2 separate regions of the Danio rerio genome follow, and region 2 is linked to region 1. Evidence: chromatin contacts called from public HiCAR-type data. All regions are on one chromosome and are shown on one strand. The core of a region is the stretch at or near the end of the contact, and the rest is flanking DNA. Distances in the headings are between cores, read along the strand shown. Region 1 overlaps hipk2 (homeodomain interacting protein kinase 2). Region 2 overlaps tbxas1 (thromboxane A synthase 1 (platelet)).

Region 1 (4,454 bases), core at 1,159-3,658:
GTTTGTTTTATTTAGCTGAGCAGATCTGCTAGTTTCATCATGCTTAATAGAGACTCCATTAGCATTTAAAAAATCTATTATATCCTCGCGAAAACATACTTGTAGCACGCTGATTATAAACAGGTCATGTGGAACTCAACAGATCTGATGATCCATATATTTCACTGTGATTTGGTATCGCAACACTGGGTTTTAATAATCTCCTAGATTATGAACTAAAGCAGATTGAATTATCCAGGTTGCTTAGTCTGCAAATGCACCTACAAAGCCAACATGCCTTTGAATTATTCATTTGAAAGGAAGGAAAGAGAATATTTTAAGTCTGATTCTCATTATATTCTGAATGGGTATGTAATTTATGTTGGGGTTTTTTTTGTATTAAAACAGTTTTTCTGGCTAGGTGAGGGTAATGGAGTCAGGTCTTGCTGACCAGCATGAAGTGAATGTATCACTGATGAATGTGTGCTGATATCTGCAGATCATCACATCAGCGCCTTAAGCTCAGCCTGGAGGGCTCGGTAGTCCTGAGCTGGAAAAGTGTCGCACTTTTACTGCAGAGATAGAGCTTTTCTCCGAGATCTCCTTCTGTTCTCTGCTTATCTGATGTTTATTGCAGGCACTGCTGCCCTCTTTGGCCAAATGTTGCATTGCATTTAATCCTCATTTAGATACTGTACATGATTCAAGATGATGATCATACCTGTCAACATTGGGATGTTAAAATAAGAGATATGCCCACCATAAAATAAGTAAATAAAATTTCCCCAAATCAATAAATATATATATATATATATATATATATATATATATATATATATATATATATATATATATATATATATATATATATGTTTGGAGCCAATTTATTGTAATTAAACACTTTAAATGGTTAGTGATAAGTTTTATTATTACTATTTACAAAGGAAAAAATAAATAGTATACATTAGCAGCAAATAAATTAGCAAACAGTTTAGCTTATTAAAATTAATAGCTACTATAAAGAAATAGAATCAAGTTATCAAATCTCATTAATCTGTTCTTCACTGTATAAATTACACATTCTGATTAAACAGCAACGAATAAATATTATTCATTTAGATTTTTGATAGGCGTCACTTTAAAAGATGCACTTTAAAAAAAAATTTTATGCTCATTTAACACAAAATTAGTTGTGTTTGAAAAAAACCCCCACCAAGATCGACATCTTTAGATGTTATTATTATTAATTATGTGGATACGTCTGTTCAAACATGCACCCAAAACCCAGACTTTCGCTCCACTTCAAATCGTATGTGCAGAATCTGTTTGGGAAAAAACGTCTATTTATCACTATAGAGTGCGTCGAGGGGTGCGTTTTCATTTTGCTGTAATGAAAAAGAAGGGAATCGTGCCATTTGTATATTTTCTTTCGTGTTTTCTTGCCTAAATAAAACGAATGCACAGAACAGACTCGCATTGAATAGCAATGGGCGCCCCCTGGTGGCTCAGCGGTATGGGTTGCATATAGGGAGGATCGGCTCTTAATGTTTATTGCCACCCTTCATAGAAAGAACGAAAATATGGGAAAATACCTTTACGGGATGTTAGCAGGATAGAACTAAAATACAGGAGAATCTCGGGAAAAACAGGAGGGTTGACAGAATACAGACATTATTCTATCTACATTAATTAGCAACATTAGTTAATGTGTTCATTTTTACTCATAGTGCATTAACTAATGTTAACAAGCACAATTTTAAATTTTAATAATGCATTAGTAAGTGTTATTAATAATAAATGCTGTACAAGTATTTTAGTTCATTTTTAGTTCATTTCAATTTTACTAACATTGATTAAAGCTTGTAGTTAAGTGTGTCCTTAATGTTAGTGCTTAAAGTTTGGGATTAGGTTTTATTTTATTAATCAAGAATGCATTACATTTATGACATTTAAATGTTTACAACAACTGCTGTTCTTGTGAAGATGTTTTCTGGTGGAAGACTGTATAGGATAAACAGCTCAACCATTTTTAACAGTGAAAATAGTAAGAAATGTGAATTGTGCATCAAATCAGCATATTAGAAAAACCTCTGTTGGATCACGTGATATTGGCGAGTAAAGAAATACTGAAATATCAACTTTTTTGATTTCAGAAAGAAATTAAAATGTAACTGTTCTTTAAAAAAAAAACTGCAACCTTGGTGAGAAAGATGCTTTACTTTTTATAAAAACATTACAAGCTCTTGCCAATTCCACACTTTGAAACATTTCTGCACTCATAAAAGGACATTTTTTAATCATGCTTGTTTTGTTTGTTTCAGGAATTCCCATCCCCATGGCAGCCATTACAATCCCATTATGCAACAGCCAGCCTTACTGGCAGGTCACGTCACCCTGCCCCCTCAGCAACCTCTTAATGTGGGTGTGGCTCATGTCATGAGACAGCCATCCAACAACCAATCAAACTCCAAAAAGAACAAGCAGCACCAGATGAACAACAGGTCAGATATCCCTTACTTTAAACAAACAAGCAACAAAAATGCACCAGATTTACTGTGTTTAGATTTGGTGGAAATCAGACAGGATATTGTTTTAAGTGTTCAACTTTGACGAAAAAACTTTTTTGGGATGGGGTGGCACAAGAATCACTGGGATTAAAGGGATAGTTTACCTAAAAATGAAAAATTACTGTTTACTCACCCTCAATTGCTGCTCTGGTTTCTTGATTCTGATGAACTATTAGGACAGTATTTGAAGAAAGCTGGAATTTGGTAACCAATCACTTAAAATAATAATAATAATAATATTATGGAAGTCAATAGTTACTGGTTTCTAGCATTCTTCTTTTATTTTTAGCAGTAAAACGAAACTTAAGCAGGTTTGTGACAAGTGAAGGGAGAGTAAACAATGATAGAAATTTTTTGTTTTATGGTCAGCTATCCCTTTAAAGCAATTGTAGTATAAAAAGGGAATACACAACTAAAATATCTGAAGGTTACACTACTGGAGGCAAACATGAGCAGAAAGTGGACAGGCCCTTGAATGACAGCACATCTGCAGCCACAGCACATTACTAGTCTTTCACATTAGTGATGCACAGGGAAGACTCCACATGTTGCTGTAGTCCCTTTAGGATGGCTTTAGGTTTCAGACACTTTAGAACAGCTTACCATCTTGCCAAGTCAGTGAAAACTGGAAAGTTAAGCTGCCAGTTAAATAGGGCTTGTCAGATAATTCAGGAATTTGCCAGCAGACACCAGATTAACAGCAACAACTTGCGGGTACATTTACAAGTGTTCTGTCATTTTTATCAATGTTTTTATTTCTCTAAATAGCTCACTTAAATGGATAGTTCACCCAAAACTGAAATAATCATTTGCTCACCCTTATTAAATAAATATATTACAAAAGTACTGATATTTTTCTTTCACAGGAACATGTCAGCGTACGACGTGTCCTCCACCCAGCCGGTGACATCACCTCAGCGCTCCAAACGGGTGAAAGAGAACACCCCGCCTCGCTGTGCCGTGGTTCAAAACGGCCCTCCCTCCACCTGCGTCCCATCACAGACCTGCACAGGCGGTGGATGGGGAGGTGAACAGGCATGTAGCACTACTCGAGACCACCACGGTCAACACAACCCACCACGCCAAACCATCATCATCCCCGACACCCCGAGCCCAGCGGTCAGCATCATCACCATCAGCAGTGACACGGATGAGGAGGATGACCTCAAACAACCCACTAACACCAGGTCAGAAAAATGGGTCGAGCTGTAATGAGACATATTTGTGAGCTAAAGCGGGAAATGATGTAGGGCATAATCTGTTTTTTTTTTCCAGTAGGAATTGATTAGATTGTGTTAATGTTTGGATTATTGAATAGAACTTAGCTAGATGAGGAGACTATTGTCATCTGTAGAGTTGCTTTATTTAAAGAATATGAACCCAAGCTGTTTAATGATTAATTAATTTTGCAGCATCAACAATCATTTAATTTTCAAAGTGTAAAGTAACTCATTACTTTTTTTTTTTAAAGTAATAATATTTAAGTTACTGTTTTGAAAATATAATGTGAGTTACTTGTTAGTTTAATTAATTAGCTTTAAAAAAATCATTTATTTATTATTTGTTATTGGCTTAGCCCCTTTATTATTCTGGGGTCGCCACAGCTGAATGAACCACTAACTAAGCTGAAAAGAAAATGAATGAATGAATAAATGAATGAATGAATGAATAAATGATTGGATGAATAAATGAAATGATACAATTCTTGAGGTTTTTTAGGACAACTTAATTGTTTTATGTTCAATCTACTTAAATTTAGAAAAACAAACAAGGTAACTTAGTTCCTTCATGTTGTCCCAACACAAATCAATTGTGTGGAACCCATCATTATGCTTATTCCAGACTTGTTTGAGTTTTCTTCTTCTGTTGAACACAGTAGAAGATATTTTTAAGAATGTTTGAAACTGG
Region 2 (4,454 bases), core at 1,225-3,724, 290 kb before region 1:
TTTCATGACTTTTTTTTTTTTTTTGCTTTGGAACACTAGCCAAAAATACGTTTTACCTAACGAAATAGTTCACCAATAATATGAAAAGAAGCTATTATTTTATTGGTACTGATTAATTAATTGGTAATAATTTACTCAGACCAACGAAGATGTAGGTGAATTTTTTTCTTCAGTATTTATTCATTCATTTCCTTTCGGGTTAGTCCGTTTATTTATCAGAAATCGCCATAACGGAATGAACCGGCAATTATTCAGCACATGTTTTACACAGCAGATGCTCTTCCAGCCACAACCCAGCACTAACACCCATACACTCTTGCATTTCTACAGTATTAAATTCAATATTTTCAACTGAGTCTGTTGTCCTTTGTGAGTCCCATAATGCAAGTCAATGGTCACCCATTTTTGGGATTAAAAAGTAACACAAACAAACAAATTCAAACCAGTCCATGTGGCTCCTGATGATACACTGAGGTCTTGCGAAGGGAATTGCCCCATCTGTGCAAGAAATTGAACATTAGCTTTAATCCACATGAGCAAACAGTTCTCAGTACATACACAAATGTAGTGGTCGTTTGTGAAACACTCGTGCATGCACCAGATCTGTTTGTCCAGGGTGTGGATTAAAGCTAGTAATATTATAAATAAAGTTCAGTTTCCTACGTTTTACTTCACAGTACATCAGTGTGTGTCCAGAAGTTATGACTATTGATGTGGACTTGTTTGTGTGCGTTGATTTTAAATCTAATCCAGCAAAAAATGTTTAATAAGAAAGTCACATATATTTTAGATGACCTGAGGGTGGGTAAAGTTTCATTTTTGGGTGCTCTTTTCCGGTGTACACGTAATATGATCAAAATGCTACAAAATACAAAAGCTGCATAAACAAACCAGTAAATAGTTAATATTATTCTTCATATGCTATAGATTTAACATCTATTTTTCTTTCTTGATTGTGTTACATTTCTCTTGCTATTGCAGCCAGAATCAAGTCATTCTGAAAGGAATTTTATAAGATCATCTGGGCTTCTTCAGCGCCTATGCCCTCATTCAGGGCTGTCAACAGTTTAGTTCCAACCTTGCTTCAACACGCGTACCTGTAGGTTTCAAACATGCATTAAAGAACTCAATTAGTTTGATCAGGTGTGTTTAATTGGGGTTAGCCAACTACACCTGTCAAGTCATGTGTTGCTTTTAAAACTCAGATTTTTACAAACAAAGCAGTTCATGGATTTGCTCCTGGTTTTATTTGTGATATGGTGAAGATCACTTTCTACTCGCTGTTTACGTACTGCATCGGGTCTCACTCTGTTTCATCCTCGTTACAGACTCAACACTATAGGAGGTAGGAACGCCGGTTACCTGGACTGTTTTAAGAAACCGCTTAAGACTCACTTAAAAATTCCTTTTAATTTATGAAGATTTCTTAATTAACGATTAAAAATAATTAATAATTCAATTTGTTGCATTTTGGCATTCAATTGTTTTCTTGTATTATTGTTTTTATTGTTTTACAGCGCTTTTTTTGTAGTTTGAGGAAAGCGCATAAAAAATAAAATGTGTTATTATTATTATTATTATTATTATTATTATTATTATTATTACCTACTAAACAGATATCAGAGAACAATTTAACTTATTTAACCAATGCAGTATAGGGCACCTTTAAACATATTTCTGTGCTGCTGTGCATCCTTGTGTGTGTAATAAGCAATGTGTATGCATGTTTTGGATCCATCTATTATTAACGCACTCTTTAAATAAAAAAAAAATTAATAAAAAAACATTAAATTTAGATCAGCTTTTAGTTAAAAAAATAGCGATGTGCCAGCAATGCGTCATAAAACACCTACTTTTCAGAACAGCACTCACTTAGGCCAACAAATACATTTGCTATATAAACAACATGATGCATGATGTGAAAATGATACCTGTGCCAGGCAACACACAACAACATTTAAAATATGCAATAAATATTGATGATGTTTTCTTAAATTGTTAGTGTTTTTCAATTTGCGTGTGTGTTTTTATTTTTATTTTACATGCAGTCAATTTGAGCTTTTTCTCTCTTACACTAGTGCACAAATAAATCCAGAAGCATACTTTGGGCTTACTCTTCAATCTCATTTGCAGTTCAGCAGAGTCAAACACGCTGCATGATAATTGGTCTTGATGCACCATATTTAAATCTTAACACACAAACAGCACAAATTATTTTTGATAGCTACGGCTGGAAAAAAAAACGTGAGATCAAGGTGAGCAAAAGATCACTTTTAGCTGCTGAACTGTCAATTTATGGAGCCGTTTTGCATCTTAAACAAACTCCAAATTGCTTCTAGATTTGTTAAATACTATTTCTCGCCAGAAACAGTTTGTGGCTCTCAGGTAAACACTCTTGGCGCTGCACAGAAGTGGTTACACTCTGGTGCGTTTTAGCACAAAACACTTTCAGCGCCCTCAAGCAGGGTGTGTGAGGAGAGTGACATTTGAGAAGCTTTTAGGAGTCGAAACTGAGAGCGGCACACACACGGTGAGGGGCGTTTAGAGAATAAAAACTGCTCTGAAGGAGGAGCTGAAGACACTTTCTTTCTGAGCCAAACGCTGATAGACATTATAACAGCAGGCTAGATGAGGCTGACCTTCGGTATACACCGGGCCAGATGTCTTTGTGTATAGATCCCCAGCTGCTCGATATAAAGAGAGTATTAAGTTATTGCTGGCTATACATTCGGCTTAAGACATGAGGCGTCATGAGACAAGGCCAAGGCTGAGCTTGAGTTTTATTGTGCTGCTTGTAATGCTTACTGCTTTTATAACTTCTGCCATAAGCTCTTTTATTTGAAAACTTTCACGGCAACTGGGTTTATAAACATCTCTCCGGTTTATTTTCCATCCTGGGGATCCTGTCAGTTAACTTCAAAATCTAAAGTATTGCAAGTTAGCGTGATTCGCTCGTTGTAAATCAACCATCGAATAAATTATGCAGTTTAATTACATTTTTTTTTATACTACACTTTTTTTTATATAATTTTTAAAATATATACTAGAGCAGGTCATTTGGTATTTTAAAGTGACAGTACTGGAGTTAAATATCAGAAAACATAGCAATTTTCTCAGTAAATGCAATTATCATAAGAATCATTTTGCAATGGTATGAATCATTTGAATCAGACCTTATAAACACTTCCCTTTCATAAGCCAACTCTACTTTGCTTGGTCAGGTGGCCAAGTCTGATTTAATGTCGTGGGCAGGTGATGATTATGCAATTGTATGACTTTATTCATGTTCACTTAGATCAGTGGCAGGCAAAAGATTCGAAAAAAATACAATGACTCGTTAATGCGACTCAGAGCAAACTCTTTTCTTTGAGAGATCCCACATGAAAAAATACTACATAATGTATAGTAAATCCTAGTGTTTTTGAACCATACTAAAGTGCTTGAATTTAATCTGTGGTGGTAATTCTATAGTTGCTATAATAACACTACAACTAATATACTACTAGTAATATAGTAATACTAGTAATATAAACAAATGACTCAATATTGTTTTCTTTATTTTTATAACTATATAGGGTACTGTATATTATACAGTACATCAAAGTTCATTCATTCATTTTCTTTTCGGCTTAATCCCTTTATTAATCCGGGGTCGCCACAATGGAATGAACCGCCAACTTATCCAGCATATGTTTTATGCAACGGATGCCCATCCAGCTGCAACCCATCACTGGGAAACACCCATACACTCACTCACACATACACTACGGACAATTTAGCTTGCCCAATTTATCTATACCACACGATTTGGACTTGTGGGGGAAACCGGAGCACCCGAAGGAAACAAACATGATCAAAGGGGGGGGGCAAGCAAACTCCACACAGAAATGCCAACTGACCCAGTAGGGGCTCGAACCAGCAACTTTCTTGCTTGATTGTGCTACCCACTGCGCCACTGTGCTGCCCCTAAATCAAAGTTTACTATTGTATAAACTAAAGTATACTACTTTATCAGTTCACTATAGTTAATACTGCACTATGCTGAATCGTTCATTAACAAAGTGTTGTAAATACTATAATACACACACACCGGCCACTTTATTAGGTACACATTACTAGTACCTGGTTGAACCCCCTTTTGCCTTCAAAAATGCCTTAATACTTTGTGGCACCGATTCAACAAGGATCTGTCGGCTGCACATCTATGATGCAAATCTCTCATTTCACCACATGCCAAAGGTGTTTTATTGGATTGAGGTCTGGTGACTGTGGAGGCCATTTGAGTACAGTGAACTTATTGTCATGTTGTTGGGTTGTGGCATTGACACGATGCTCAATTGGTACTAATGGGCCCAAAGTGCACCAAGAAAATATCCCGCACACCATTATACCACCACCAGCCTGAACCGTTGATACAAGGCAGGATGGATCCATGCATTCATGTTGTTGATGCC

Evidence for each region. HiCAR-type assays count read pairs that join an accessible place to other places.
Region 2: a contact with region 1 is called in a HiCAR-type map of caudal fin, with 6 times the contacts expected there. The contact joins two enhancer-like sites. A contact is called at or near these places in 2 of 18 Hi-C or Micro-C datasets (caudal fin and embryo) and 1 of 4 datasets of contacts at active chromatin or transcription factors (caudal fin).

Annotation. Positions count from the first base shown.
Region 1 is chr18:13,831,550-13,836,003 of GRCz12tu, reverse strand. It overlaps hipk2 (homeodomain interacting protein kinase 2), which reads left to right. Exons shown (of 15, transcript NM_001099985.4): 11 at 2,301-2,480; 12 at 3,413-3,733. Among named protein-coding and RNA genes, the nearest start is that of si:ch211-1e14.1, 18 kb to the right of the region's middle. Within about 2 kb of position 2,408, at least 8 of the 62 cell types and tissues checked have an H3K27ac peak or open chromatin away from gene starts, as enhancers often do. A contact at or near this core is called in caudal fin, where this site is marked.
Region 2 is chr18:14,126,126-14,130,579 of GRCz12tu, reverse strand. The region is part of intron 10 of tbxas1 (thromboxane A synthase 1 (platelet)); the gene reads right to left. Among named protein-coding and RNA genes, the nearest start is that of parp12a, 70 kb to the left of the region's middle. Within about 2 kb of position 2,474, at least 5 of the 62 cell types and tissues checked have an H3K27ac peak or open chromatin away from gene starts, as enhancers often do. A contact at or near this core is called in caudal fin, where this site is marked.